Regions from separate parts of the Mus musculus genome. Here region 2 is linked to region 1. The links are chromatin contacts, called in public Hi-C maps. All regions are on one chromosome and are shown on one strand. Each heading gives the region's core, a stretch centred on a gene start, on an enhancer-like site or on the middle of the called end of the contact. The rest is flanking DNA. Distances are from core to core; before and after follow the strand shown. Region 1 holds the start of Ctsk (cathepsin K). Region 2 overlaps Golph3l (golgi phosphoprotein 3-like).

Region 1 (6,480 bases), core at 1,397-3,896:
GGTAATGAATTAAGTAACAATATGCTATATTCTTGTAGCATGAACTATACCACAGTCAGATTACCACAGATGCGTGCGCGCACGCACGTGAGCACGCACACACACACACACACACACATACACACACAAGCACACACTACAGAAGGCACCTGGTTCTTGACTGGAGTAACGTATCCTTTCTTTCGATAGTCGATGGAGTCTGGGACCCTGCCTTCCCACTCTGGGGTATAGAGAGTGTCATTACTGTAGGATCGAGAGGGAGGTATTCTGAGTCCCGTCATCTTCTGAACCACTTCTTCACTGGTCTGAGACAAGAAAGGATGCCAAGCATTAGCAGGGACCAGGGTAAAGACAGTGGGCAGGCCTGGATCTGAGAGGCAACTCACCATGTCTCCCAAGTGGTTCATGGCCAGTTCATATGTATGGACACCAAGAGAGGCCTCCAGGTTATGGGCAGAGATTTGCTTCAGGTTTTTCTCCCAAATTAAACGCCGAGAGATTTCATCCACCTAAACAGGATAGTCAGTAAATTTGTAGACTGAGTGGTTATATAGGTAGTTTTAGAAGAAGACATACAACATAAACAGAAAACACAATCTAACTGGGAAACCATAGACTCTTAAGAGTACATACACAAATCTTATGCAAAGGTTTAGAGAGACCATAGAATAATGGCATTACTATGAGAAGTGTTCCTTAAAAGAGCCTTCCCCACATACACCCCATACAGCCCCATCTATGGTACTGGGTATTGGACTCAGTGCCTTGTACATGCTAGACCAGCCATCCGTTCCTGAGCTACCTCTCCAGCTAATACATGTGGGAAGCAGACAGAAGGACTGATGCACAGAAGGAAAAGCTAGCTGCAGAGTTAGAGAATGGGGACTGCTTCCTTGGGCACCTTGCTGTTATACTGCTTCTGGTGAGTCTTCTTCCATAGCTCCCACTGGGTGTCCAGCATTTCCTCCGGAGACAGAGCAAAGCTCACCATGGGTAGCAGCAGAAACTTGAACACCCACATCCTGGCGGAAGGAATAATTAGGGGAGATTTCCACTAGCAGAAATTCACAGGTTGGCTTTGGATGTTCAAATGGCAGCAGACAGGTTATCAGGAAAGTTTTAACCTTTTAAGAGCTTTAAAAATAAATTTTCTACCAGAAAAATAACACACACACACACACACACACACACACACACACTAATCCTAAGGGATTCATAAACTCAAAAGAACACCACATACACACACAGACTTTCTGCCATTTCAGAGACATGGTCTTTTTATGTAAGTCTTTGCTGGCCTTGAGCTCACTATGTTAATCAAGAGGGCCTTGAATTTAAAGATCTACCCCCTCTCCCCTGTGCCAGGACTAAAGGTGTGAGCCATGCCCAAGAATCCCTTCATTTGACTGTGAGACAGGCACACTTGGCTGTATATGGAAAACAAGGAATTGCAGGTGATTCTCACATAAAACAGACAGAAGTTCAGGAGGTGCCGGATCATCTGACTTAATCATTGTAACTCCCGTATGTTCCACCAACACTGCACACACTTTAGGCAACCGCAGTGCGTAGAAGTAACTGGGAAAGGCTCGGCAGCTCTTATGCCACCCCCACCCCACCCCCGTATCCCAGGTAAGGGTGCACATAAACAGAATAAGCACAGTGAGCGTGGTTACAGAGCCAGAGTTCTAGCTACAGTACACTTCAGGCTTTGTGCATAGTATTCTTCCTTGCCTACACCCAGATCTTGCCAGGAGAGGACAGGACCATTTTGATGGTATTTACGTTCACTGTATCTTCATTTGCCTTGTCCACTTTTTTCTTTCCACCTCCTCTCCTTTAGGCAGGAAACAGCTCTGATCATAACCAGATGTCACGGGTAAGTAGCTGTTCTTTTCTCTTTTCTTTTTTCCAAACAGCGACGTGGCTGCTTTACAGGGTGAAAGCCTCAGACACGAATGGAGGTGGAAGATGGAAGGACAGTATTCCGTAATGACCTAAGTTCACAGCTCACAGCTTTTCAGCATCTGCTCTGGCCCCATTAATTTCTTGTGTTGGCTTAATTGCAAGTTCTTAAGTTTAAAAACCATTTCCCACCAGCAGCACATCATATGACTTGTGCAACACTGACGACATTTCATCTACTCTTTGCAAAGCAACAGACTACCCAGCAGAGCACCAGTAACCGGGGTGTGACAGGCTTGCGGGTGGCTGTGAATTCTTCTTCTTCCCCAGGAGTTGGTTAACTCTTAAGTTAAACAGAACTCAGAAAGAGCCCACGCTTGAGACAGGCTTACAGAATCCTCTTCCTCTGATTATACCAACAGCCACATATTCATTCACATAGAAAATCCTAAAGATTTCCATACACATTTAGCTAGAAAATAAACTAAGGATTATGTTGTTATTCAGGGAACTTAAATTATTTGATCCCCAATTCATTATATCCTTTCTCTTCTTAAAATAAGGTTAATTGGTAGGAACAAGACGCTAAAAGATCCAGAAGTTAAAAATGTTACCTGCTGTTGAGAATCTGTTCGCTAGGCTCTTTTCGGATAGGAAGCGTGGCTACTGTGAGCGGAAGACTAAGGGTGCTAGATTTATTCGGTAAGGATTGCGGAAGTCAACTCCAGCAGTGGCTGGAAAATCTGGATAAGGGAGGGAGTCAGGGATAGGATGAAAAGGAGGAGGGGTTAGGGAGGAAGGACACACATTTGCACAATGTGTGTATACAGTATCATATGCCAGTGTGGATAGCTGCTAAGTGTTTAGTTTCATCTGACTGACTTTGGGGGGCAAAAATAAGATAGCACAATATTCAAATTGAGACTTTGGTGGGAGATTTAAGAACACAGCCCTAGTTGTCTCCATTCTTCCTCAAAATGTCTGACTGGCAATTTCCATCTTTTCAACTCATCTAGTTCTGACCCACCTCCTTACTCTGCACCATTTCCAACGTTGTGTCAGATCCTCTTCTGAGATGATGGGGGTGGAGTGAGGGAGAGGGGAGGAAAGGCTAGAAATGTAAGGCTCTAATTTAAACATTTAAAACCGTTTTGTGACTGTTTGCTATTAACTGCTTCTGGGCATGGAGTAGTTTTTCTAACCCATTATGGCTGTACATCAAGGGAGGAGCTGCCCACAAAGTCCAGGTGAGATGGTTCAAAAGTGGCCAGAAAGTCACGTGTGTGAGACAGTGCAGTAATCCCAGATATTCAGGAAGCTAAAGCAAAGCCATCACTGGCTATGGGCACACCTCTGTCCCCTCAACATACACACTGGATGGCAGGGGTGGATGGTTCTCTGTGAGGTCAATGCCACAACAGTCTACAGAGTGAGTCCAAAGTCAGCCAGAGCCATACAGTGAGACGTCTCTAAGTAAGAACTTACTTTCAAGGTCAACCTACTCTAGGCAATTTAGTGAGATCCTGTCTAAAAATAACAACGGCTGGGGCACCAGCCCAGGAATGGCACCATCCACAGTGAGCTGGGCTCTCTCCCATCAACCACTAAGAAATGCCCTACAGGGCCAGGGAGATGGCTCAGCAGTTAAAAGCACTGCCTATTCTTCCAGAGGTCCTAAGTTCAATTCCCAGCAACCACATGGTGGCTCAAAACCATCTGTAATGGGATCTGATACCCTCTTCTGGTGTGTCTGAAGACAGAGATAGTGTACTCATATACATAAACTTTACAAAAAGATTCTAGTTGCTTAAATGGAGGATAAAAGTAATTTACAAAAAGCTAAAAGAGGGTTGAGGAACATGACTCAGCGGTGGTGGGCTTTCCTAACATTATGAGGCCCAAGGATCAACACCCAACATGACAGTAAGGAAAGACAACTGACCCAATGTAGCACCTAATTATTTACAACACTTGAATCTACATTAATGGATACACGTGGGACTCTACTGCTAGACTCTCGGGTGGTAGAATGTCTGATGAGTACTGCATCTCAATCATTAAAATCCCAAACTAGGTCCAGTTACAAGAGTCTCCAAGCGCTTCCCCAAAATCCAGGCATGTGACAGATCATAAGAGTCTGACTTGGCCAACCACACCCTAAACTCCATTTACTTCCATAAACACATGTGAGGAATTAGGAAATGAGGGACTGTGAAGCACAAAGGATATTACCACAAATATAGATTCAGTTCCTAGCTGGATTCCTGGCACAGACCCCAGGATTTCTAGACCCCAGGATCTCAATGTACCACCTGAGTAGAGAGAGCCCAGATCCACATCTGAACTGTTTAAAGCTCACAATCCCTTCATCTCCTTTTAACTGGGAGAACACACTGGGGAAAGACATCAGGATGCCCCATAGTGGCTTCAAATCCAAGAACACTCCCCAGCAACTTCTGTGAGATGAGACAACCCCCACTCCCAGACAGTGTGAGCAGTAGTCTACTGACTACTCCTGATGTGTCAGGATCAGGTGGGTACACGAGAACAGGGCTAAGTGACCAGGGCCCTGTGAGCTCTGAGTCTTGAAATGAAGATTCAACTACGCTCTGTGCCTGTGTGTGTCGAGCTCACTTATGAATGCTTAGTTGTGCATGTCTGTAAAGGGGTCAGGGAGCCGCAATCAATAATATCACACAACACAACACAATTTATAAAAGAAAAAATACTTTGTTTTAAAATCTTTGCTACATGTCATTATTTTTGCCACAGTTAAGGCTTAGCACAGATGGGCAACAAGAAAAAACAATCAAAAATAAAACCGTGAAGGAAAAGCAGAGCGAGCCCCTCAGAGAAGCTTCTCCCCGCCCCCCCTTCTTCAGAAGCCCTGTAATAACTGTACATTATAGTTCAGATCACAGTTAAAAACAAGTCGGTTATTAAAAAACAAGTATTTTATTGGAAACCCAACTTTTTGGTTCAGTAAAATGTGATATAAATATATATGTATACTGTATGTGTGCACATAGAATAAAAAAATAGCCTCCTTTTCCACTCTACTGCCTGGCACCAGACTGGAGACAAACGGAGGGAAACTTAGTAACATTCCCTCAGCCTCTCCACGAGCCTCTCCTTGCCTGGGCTCCTCATGCCCCATCAATACACATAAGAGGTCTTTTCCATATTAACTTAATCTTTGACAGGAGCCAGTTTAAGGAAAAAAAAAAAAAAAAAGGCTGTTGATCTAGGAGACTCACCTGAGGACGGTAAAGGGTAAAAGCAGTTACCTGCATCTGCATTTCTATGGCTATAATTATCAAGTGACCCTGTTGGGATTTAAGTCCACCTAACACAGACTTATGTTTGTGCTCTAAAGCAAACCCCAATTTCAAGATTGCAGAAGGAGCAAAGAACACCAGACTTCAGCAGACCTAAAACTGTTTTGGTGACAGGAAGGAGAGGCTACTGTGCAGGAGGCTATTTGGTTTGCATACTCGTCAGTGAGGACTTTCACTCAAGATAGCTAATCCAAGAAGTTGAGTTTCCATGCAGAAATAACCTCTCCAGAAAAACATGTGTGACTCTGACAGAAAAATGCAGCATTATCCTTGTGGGCAAGTCTGGGATTTCTGACAGTGTTCATGTAGCCAGCCTATTTTGGTAATATCTGCAGCTCTTCCCAATGAGTTGAAAGCACCAAAGAGCAGGAGTCATCCAGCTTGATCACTGTGTCTGTAGGAGACCAACCCTAGCAACAGAAGGCTGGGGGTTGGCCTAAAGTTCCATTTTGGCTGGGTATGAATTTAAGTGCAGCAAAGACTTAATTTAAATACTCTTTGGCTGCAACACTAAATAGAAAAATACCTGAAAAAATTAATTTTCTTAGGACACTTTAAAGAGCAAGCACAAAGTCAAAGAAGATCTGGGACAAATTTTGCATATACTCTATAATAGGGAACAAAACATAGGAGCTCAAATGCCCCCCTCACCCCATCTGTCTCTGTCTCTTACTCTCTCTCTCTCTCTCTCACACACACACACACACACACACACACTCACTCACTCACTCACTCACTCACTCACAAAGATAAGTGTTCATGCTCTCTCTCAGGCCTCTTTCTGGAGACTGCTCACGTCCCAAGGCTCCACACACCCCTACTGTGTTTCATGATCCTCAGTGATGAGGGCATTTCTCCTTTCCTCCACTCCATTCAGAATTTCTATCCAAACAAGCCACAGTATCCAATTAGTGCCTGTCAGATTCTTCTGTTCTGCCCCTTGACTCCAGCACAAATCATGTCTGTGCAACTTCTGGTCAGAAGAAATAAGGACAGGAATTCAGGCCTCACCTATCCTCAAAATTTCAGAGGATCCTAAAAGCCTGGGAAATTCATTTAATTTCTTCTATAACGTTTCTTCAGCAAGTCAAGGGGTGGAAAGGGTACATATCAGGGGTGAGGGAAGGGAAGGGAGAGGAACTTTTATTCTGTTTACAAAAGATTTGCTTTTAAAAACAAACAGTGATTTCCCCCCACCCTTATCCTCACCCCAATAGTTCTATTCGGAAAAGGGGGG
Region 2 (6,367 bases), core at 89-2,588, 110 kb before region 1:
TTGAACTCAAAACCTTCAGAAGAGCAGTCAGTGCTCTTAACCATCTCAGCAGCAACTTATTAACCATGGAACCATCTCTCCAGCCCCCAATTTTTATTTTAGTTTTTTTTTTTTTTTTTTTTGGTGTTTTTGAGTCAGTGTATCCAAATGCAGCCCAGATTGACCTTGAACTATCAGTAATTCTGCTTCAGTCTCACAAGTGCTAGGATTACTCCTGGATAATAAAGATTTAAAAAAAAAGTTTAATAAGAATAAAAGATTGTTTTAAAAAAGGAAGGGCTAGTGAAATAGTCTGGCAGATAAAAACCTCACCACGAAGTCTAATGATTCAATACTGGGAGACCACATAAGGTAGAAGGAGAGAACCAACTCTACAAAGTTGTCCTCTGATCCTGCATGTGCACTCCCACGTCACTACACACATGTACAATGCAAAATACAGAAACAAAGTGTCTTGGGAAGGTCTGGGGATGAAATGCAGATGGCCAAGTGCTTTGCTAGCATGAAGTCCAGGGTGAAATCTTTAGCACCACACCAGCTAGGGTGATGATGGCTCATGCCTATAACCCCTGCACTTGGGAGGTGAAAGCAAAAGGATTAAAACTCAAGATTGTCCTTGGCTATACAGCAAGTCTGATGCCAATCTGGGACACAGGAGATGCTGCTTCAAAAACAAAACAAAACAAAACAAAAACGAGTAAGTAAGTAAGTAAGTAAGTAAATAAATAGTTCCTTGACTGGATATGGTGGTACACACCTTTAATCCCAGTACTTGGGAGATAGAAACAGGCAGATCTTTAAGTTTGGAGCCCACAAGTTCCTAGCTAGCCACTGCTACATGGTGAGACCTGCCTCAAAAAAACAAACAAACAACAAAATGAAGTCCCAGTAAAGAACACTATTAATCTGGATACGGTGCTGTCTACCTGCAATTTCAGTACTAGGGAGACAGAGGCAGAAGGACTAGGGATTCTAGGTGACCTCAGTTTACACAGTTGAACGTCTCAAAAAGCCCAACAAAATAAAACTGCTCTCATGGGCTGAAAGGGGTGGCACATTCTTGTCCCAGTACTTGAGGTATGGAGAGATGAGGGTCGGGATTTCTGGGTCACCTTTGGATGCACAGCAAGTCCAAGGCTAGCCTGGGCTACGAGATCCTGTCAGAAAACAAAACAACCTTGCAGAGTAGAATTGCGGAGATAAGTGGAAATGTTTGGGATCCTTCGGTGCTGGCTAATCACACCACCCTCCCTAGCATGCAGTGCTACTATACTCTTCCCTCTAACCTTACGAGCAGGCCAAAGATAACCAAATATGCAGCTTGTGAGCTATTTTCAGTCATCTCACCAGTGAGTAGCTCGATCCACGTCTGCACAGTTTCGGTTGGCTCAGTTGCTTTAATGTGTTTGAGCGTCTCATCCAGCAAAACATCACCTGTTGGGCTGTCTGACTTCAGCAGGACCTTAAAGAAAGGACAGAGTACACTGCTTCCATGTACAATACCCACAATCACAATGCTGCTTAGGAGGTGTGAGGAAGCAGAATATACTGCCTATGACATGCAAGACCTTAGTTCAGTATGCCTTTGTAGTAGGAAGACAAAATTACATTTGAAGTGGGACCTAGTTACAAATGCTGTGAATAAAATGGACAAAAGATTCCACAGTGTCTTTCAGAGTTTGGAAACCACTAACAACGGCAGGAAGGTCAGAAAAGGAAGTTAATTTAGGGGAACACTGTCAAGCCTGGCTTTTGAATGATGCAAGATAGCTAAGTTGAAATGTGTAGCCAATAGTTGATACGTTCCTGGAAGCTAAAGGTAAAAAAACGTTTGCACATTTGGAAATGAAATTCCTGGAAGTAATGTAAAGCTGAAAAGAAAAATCACCAAACAGGATAAAAACTGATAAGATATTAGGGAATGGAGAAGTAGGAAAGAGGATACAGTCAGAGAAAAAACATAATCTGAAAAAGGCCACAAATGTCAAGTAGGGAAGTGGTAAGAAGATGCCAAATGCACTGGGCAGTGATGCACACCTTTAGTTTTAGACTTGGGAGGCAGAGGCAAGTAGATCTCTGAGAGTTGGGACTAGCTGGGTCTGCATAGTGAATTCCAGGACAGTTACATACTGAGAGCCTTCCAGGAGTGCCAAACCAGGCCATGGTGGCGAACACCTTTAATCCCAGTACTCAGGAGGCAGAAGCAGGTGGATCTCTAAGCTTGAGGCCAGCCTGGTCTACAGAGCAAGTTCCAGGACAGCCAGGGCTGTTCCAAAAAAAACCAAAAGGGGAAAAAGTGCCAAATATATGTACTTTAAGACAAAAAAATTAAGACTCCAAAGACAGTTCTATCTAACAATGTGTTTCAGCAGAATTCTTGGAATGACAGGCATTGTAAATGTAAAAAAATGACTAAGCCAATGTGTATCTAAGAGACAGTTCCTCCAGAGCAGGGATTTTCAGTAAATGTAACACATCTGAATGGTTCTCAGAGAATACCTTGGGATGACTAAGACAGGCCTGGCTCATGATTTCCTCTATCTACACAATATTTTATTTCATACATCCAGAGGGAAAGATAATCAACAGCATTTCAAAGGTGATAGACTTTTTTTGTGTAAAACAAAACAAAACAAAACCAAGTTTCTATGAGTTCCCCTCCACTCCCCCAAGACAGGGTCTCACTGTGTAGCCCTGGCTGTCCTGGAACTTGCCCTGTAGGCCAGGCTGACCTTGAACTTCTATGACTCTATATAAGATAATTAAACCAAGTAGAGGATGGGACAGCTGAACCAGTGTTACCTTGTCTAGCACTCTTAATTTTCTTTTATGTACGTGAGTGTTTTGCTTGTACGTATGTACTCTGTGCATCACATGTGTGCAATGCCTGAGGAAGCCAGAAGAGATTCAGAACCCTGGGACTGGAGTTATAGACAGCTGTTAACCACCATGTGGGCACTGGGAACCAAATCTGGATCCTCTGCAAGAACAACTAATGGTTTTAACTGCTGAACTATCTTTTCTGCCCTCAAATGTTCTTATTTTCTCAAAATGTACCATTGGTATTTGACTTCTATAATTCAGAGGATATTGTACCTTTCTGTCTAGGAGTCGCTTCTTACGCATGGTGGGAGGTTCCAGATAGATTCGACCCCGCATGGCCAGCTCTATCAGAATGCCTCCTCGCAGTCCAGATGATATACAGTCATTCCAGAAAGATGTGTAGCCCTAGGAGAGGGGGAAGAAAACAAAGAATGTTCTGAAACGAGTACTGAATTCCAGCCAGAGCCTGAAAAATAAGCTGTGATATTTTTGTTATTATTTTATATCACACTACATGAACTCAAAACAAGGGACAGAGTGAGATGGGGGTGTGTTGTGTTGTTGTTCAAGCAGGGCTTGGGGCTGAATATAGGGCCTTGAACATACTAGGAAGTGCTGCTCTACTACTGAGTCCCATCCCTCACCCAATAGAGTATTTCATTAGTTACTGCAATCTAATTTTTATTTTTGTTGTTGTTGTTGTTTATTCTATATTAGTGCCATTGCATGCCTAGGGAGGTCATAGGACAATTTGGGAGTTAGTTCTTGCCTTCCACCTGTGGGCTTTGGGGACTGAACTCAGGTCATTAGGCTTGGCAGCCAGTACCTTTCCCTGCTGAACCATTTCACTTGCTCTAATTGCCTTAATCTAAACACCAAAATACTAGTTTCTATTTTTGATTTTTGAGTTATCTAGTGAATTTCTATGAATTCTCACTGACTGTTATTAGTTGACAATTAGCATGTCAGATCCTTGATTCCAAGTGAGAAGAGTTGTGGTTTGAGACAATTTTTTTTTTTTTTTTTTTTTGCATTTATCTATTTGTGTGTTGAGGTAGGGACAAGAAAAGGTCAGAGGACAACAAACAGGAGTTGGTTCTTTCCTTCCACTATGTGAGTCTTGGCACTAAGTGCCTTCACACAGAGCCTTGGTTTGATAAGAATTGCAAGATGCTCTAAATCACAGAAAGTACTTACATGTTAGTTCATCTTCTCTAGGAGATTCAGGGGATACACAAAGATGTAAGACAGCCACTATTTAAAGGAGCCAAGAATCTAGCTGGAAACTGAAATAAAAGCTGAACTGAAAGAGTAGAAAAGATAGGCTTACACAGCTGATAAAAGTTTAGTTTGGATGACAGTTCTTCAAATTATAAGTCACATAGGTGTTAGATCATGGAGAGACCTCTACAAGGCCTAAGTTGAGGGGTTGGAAAGATGAGCCAAATTTGTATAGAGGGTTTTCTAGGAGAAAATAATCCAACTTCTAGTGACTCTTCAAAATGCCGTTATTATCTATAAATAACAGATCTCATATATATTCATGGAGATCACGTTCAGCACTTTGTTTCTGTTGTTGCTGCTGTATATTAAGATGAGTTTTATGTACAGAGGCTAGCTTTGAACTCAATCTTATTTCCATCTCCTGGTGTTGGACTTATTTAACTCAAAGTTTTTTTTTTAAAGATTTATTTATTATATGTAAGTACACTGTAGCTATCTTTAGACACCCCAGAAGAAGGCATCAGATCTCATTACAGATGGTAGTGAGCTACTATGTGGTTGCTGGGATTTGAACTCAGGACCTTCGGAAGGGCAGTCAGTGCTCTTAACCGCTGAGCCATCTCTCCAGCCCTTAACTCAAAGTTTTAAAGAAAAATCCTGAGATCCAAACTGGGTAGGATCAGGCTCTGAATTTCCAAATGAAAGGCAAATAAGCATGAAGGCTTTACGAGAGGAGTTATGGTTAACACAGGAGCAGCTCAATGGGCTGGCAAGGGGCCAGATGACTTGAATTCCAGCCCCATGACCCATGTGGTGGAAGGATACTCAACTCCCAAAGTTGTCCTCTGATTATTGTACCTCTTACCCCAAAGTAAATGTAAAATAAAATGTAACTCTGGGTGTGTGTGTGTGTGTACATATGCAATAATGCTTGTGAAGAAGGCAACTCAGAATAACCTCTCTCCTCCATGTCGGAATTTAGAGGGATGGAAGGAGTCAAATTCAGGCCTTTACCTGTTATCTTGCTGATCTTCATTTTAAAACTTTTAAAGCTGCTCAGGGTGGCTCATAACTATGACCCCAGCACTTGGAAAGTGAAAGCATGAAGATCAGCATTCAATGTCATCTCAGGTAAATGCAAGTTTGAGGCTTGCATGGGTTCCTGAAACACTGCCCCTATGTCTAAGTAGCTTTCAATGTTCCACTCAGCTTTCAGGATTGGGTCTAAACGGCTTATCACAGCATTCATGACAAGAAGCTGCTTGCTAGTCTCTTCTTTAGACTCCATTTAAATGCCTTTAAAAAAAAGACTTATTTTATTTACAGCTAAGGACACTGTCCCTGTCTTCAGACACACCAGAAGAGGGCATCAGATCCCATTACAGATGGTTGTGAGCAATCATGTGGTTGCTGGGAATTGAACTCAGGAACTCTGGAAGAGCAGTCAATGCTCTTAACCACTGATTCATCTCTCCAGATCCTACTTTTTTTTTTTTTTTTTTTTTTTTTTTTTTTAAAGGCTTGTTTATGTAAAAAGTTGTGGCGGATTCCTTTAGTCCCAGCTTTCAGGAGGCAGAGGCAGGTGATCTCTGAGTCTACAGCTTGGTCCACAGAGTTGCAGGACACCAAGGGAAACCCTGTCTTGTGAAAAGGAAAACCATCAAAAAAAGGTTTACTTATGTGTATTACTGTTTTGCTTGTTTGTATGTGTGTGCACTATGGGGGTGCCTGGTGCCTAGAGAGGTCAGAAGACGGTGTCAGACTTCCTAAAACTAGAGTTATGATGACTGTGAGCTACCATGGGGGTACTGAGAACCAAACATGAGTCCTCTGTAAGAACAAGTAAGCCATCTCTCTCGCACCTATTTTAGTTATTCGTGAGATAGCGTCTAATGTAGTCAGGCTAACCTCAAACTGTTTAGCTTAAAAGTTTCTTCCTATACTGGGCATGATGAAGAAACTCTGTCTCCACATGCAAGGCATGTGCCACCATACTAGCTTTATGCAGTTTATATAGTCCTGAGGATCCAGTCAGAGCTTCATTCTTACCAACTGAACTATACAGAAAGGGACCAGCTGCTCTCAGGTCTCTCTCTTCTGGATCATTATTTTAGCTATCACCAACTATATTAAGTGCTCTTTGATTATATTTATTTATGTGTGTGAGTGTTTTGCCTGCATGTATGTATGTCTAGGGATCATGTGTATGCCTGCTGCCCAGAGGCCAGGAGAGGATGTTGGAACCCTGGAATTGGATAGTTGTGAATTACCACGTGGATGTTACAAATTGAACTGATCCCCCAGAAGAGTAGCCAGTGCT

The links. A called contact is a pair of places that touch in the nucleus more often than the background predicts.
Region 2: a Hi-C map of bone marrow-derived macrophages shows a contact between it and region 1, with 49 read pairs. The contact joins the enhancer-like site here to the promoter of Ctsk in region 1. A contact is called at or near these places in 5 of 39 promoter capture datasets (the C10 cell line, the HPC-7 cell line, cranial neural crest and 2 more), 2 of 15 datasets of contacts at CTCF or cohesin (CD8 T cells and the NIH/3T3 cell line), 11 of 484 Hi-C or Micro-C datasets (B cells, the HPC-5 cell line, Th1 cells and 7 more), 3 of 115 datasets of contacts at active chromatin or transcription factors (astrocytes, bone marrow-derived dendritic cells and embryonic stem cells) and 3 of 9 other capture datasets (adipose tissue, liver and pancreatic islet).

What each region holds. Positions count from the first base shown.
Region 1 is chr3:95,495,376-95,501,855 of GRCm38.p6, reverse strand. It overlaps Ctsk (cathepsin K), which reads right to left and starts at 2,646. Exons shown (of 8, transcript NM_007802.4): 1 at 2,520-2,646; 2 at 902-1,022; 3 at 387-509; 4 at 150-305. The coding sequence starts at 1,021. Arnt (aryl hydrocarbon receptor nuclear translocator) reads right to left here. Exons shown (of 22, transcript NM_001037737.2): 22 at 4,616-6,480. The coding sequence ends at 6,463.
Region 2 is chr3:95,604,767-95,611,133 of GRCm38.p6, reverse strand. Golph3l (golgi phosphoprotein 3-like) reads right to left here. Exons shown (of 5, transcript NM_146133.3): 3 at 3,097-3,228; 4 at 1,348-1,462. Among named protein-coding and RNA genes, the nearest start is that of Ensa, 17 kb to the left of the region's middle. Within about 2 kb of position 1,338, at least 15 of the 459 cell types and tissues checked have an H3K27ac peak or open chromatin away from gene starts, as enhancers often do. A contact at or near this core is called in bone marrow-derived macrophages, where this site is marked.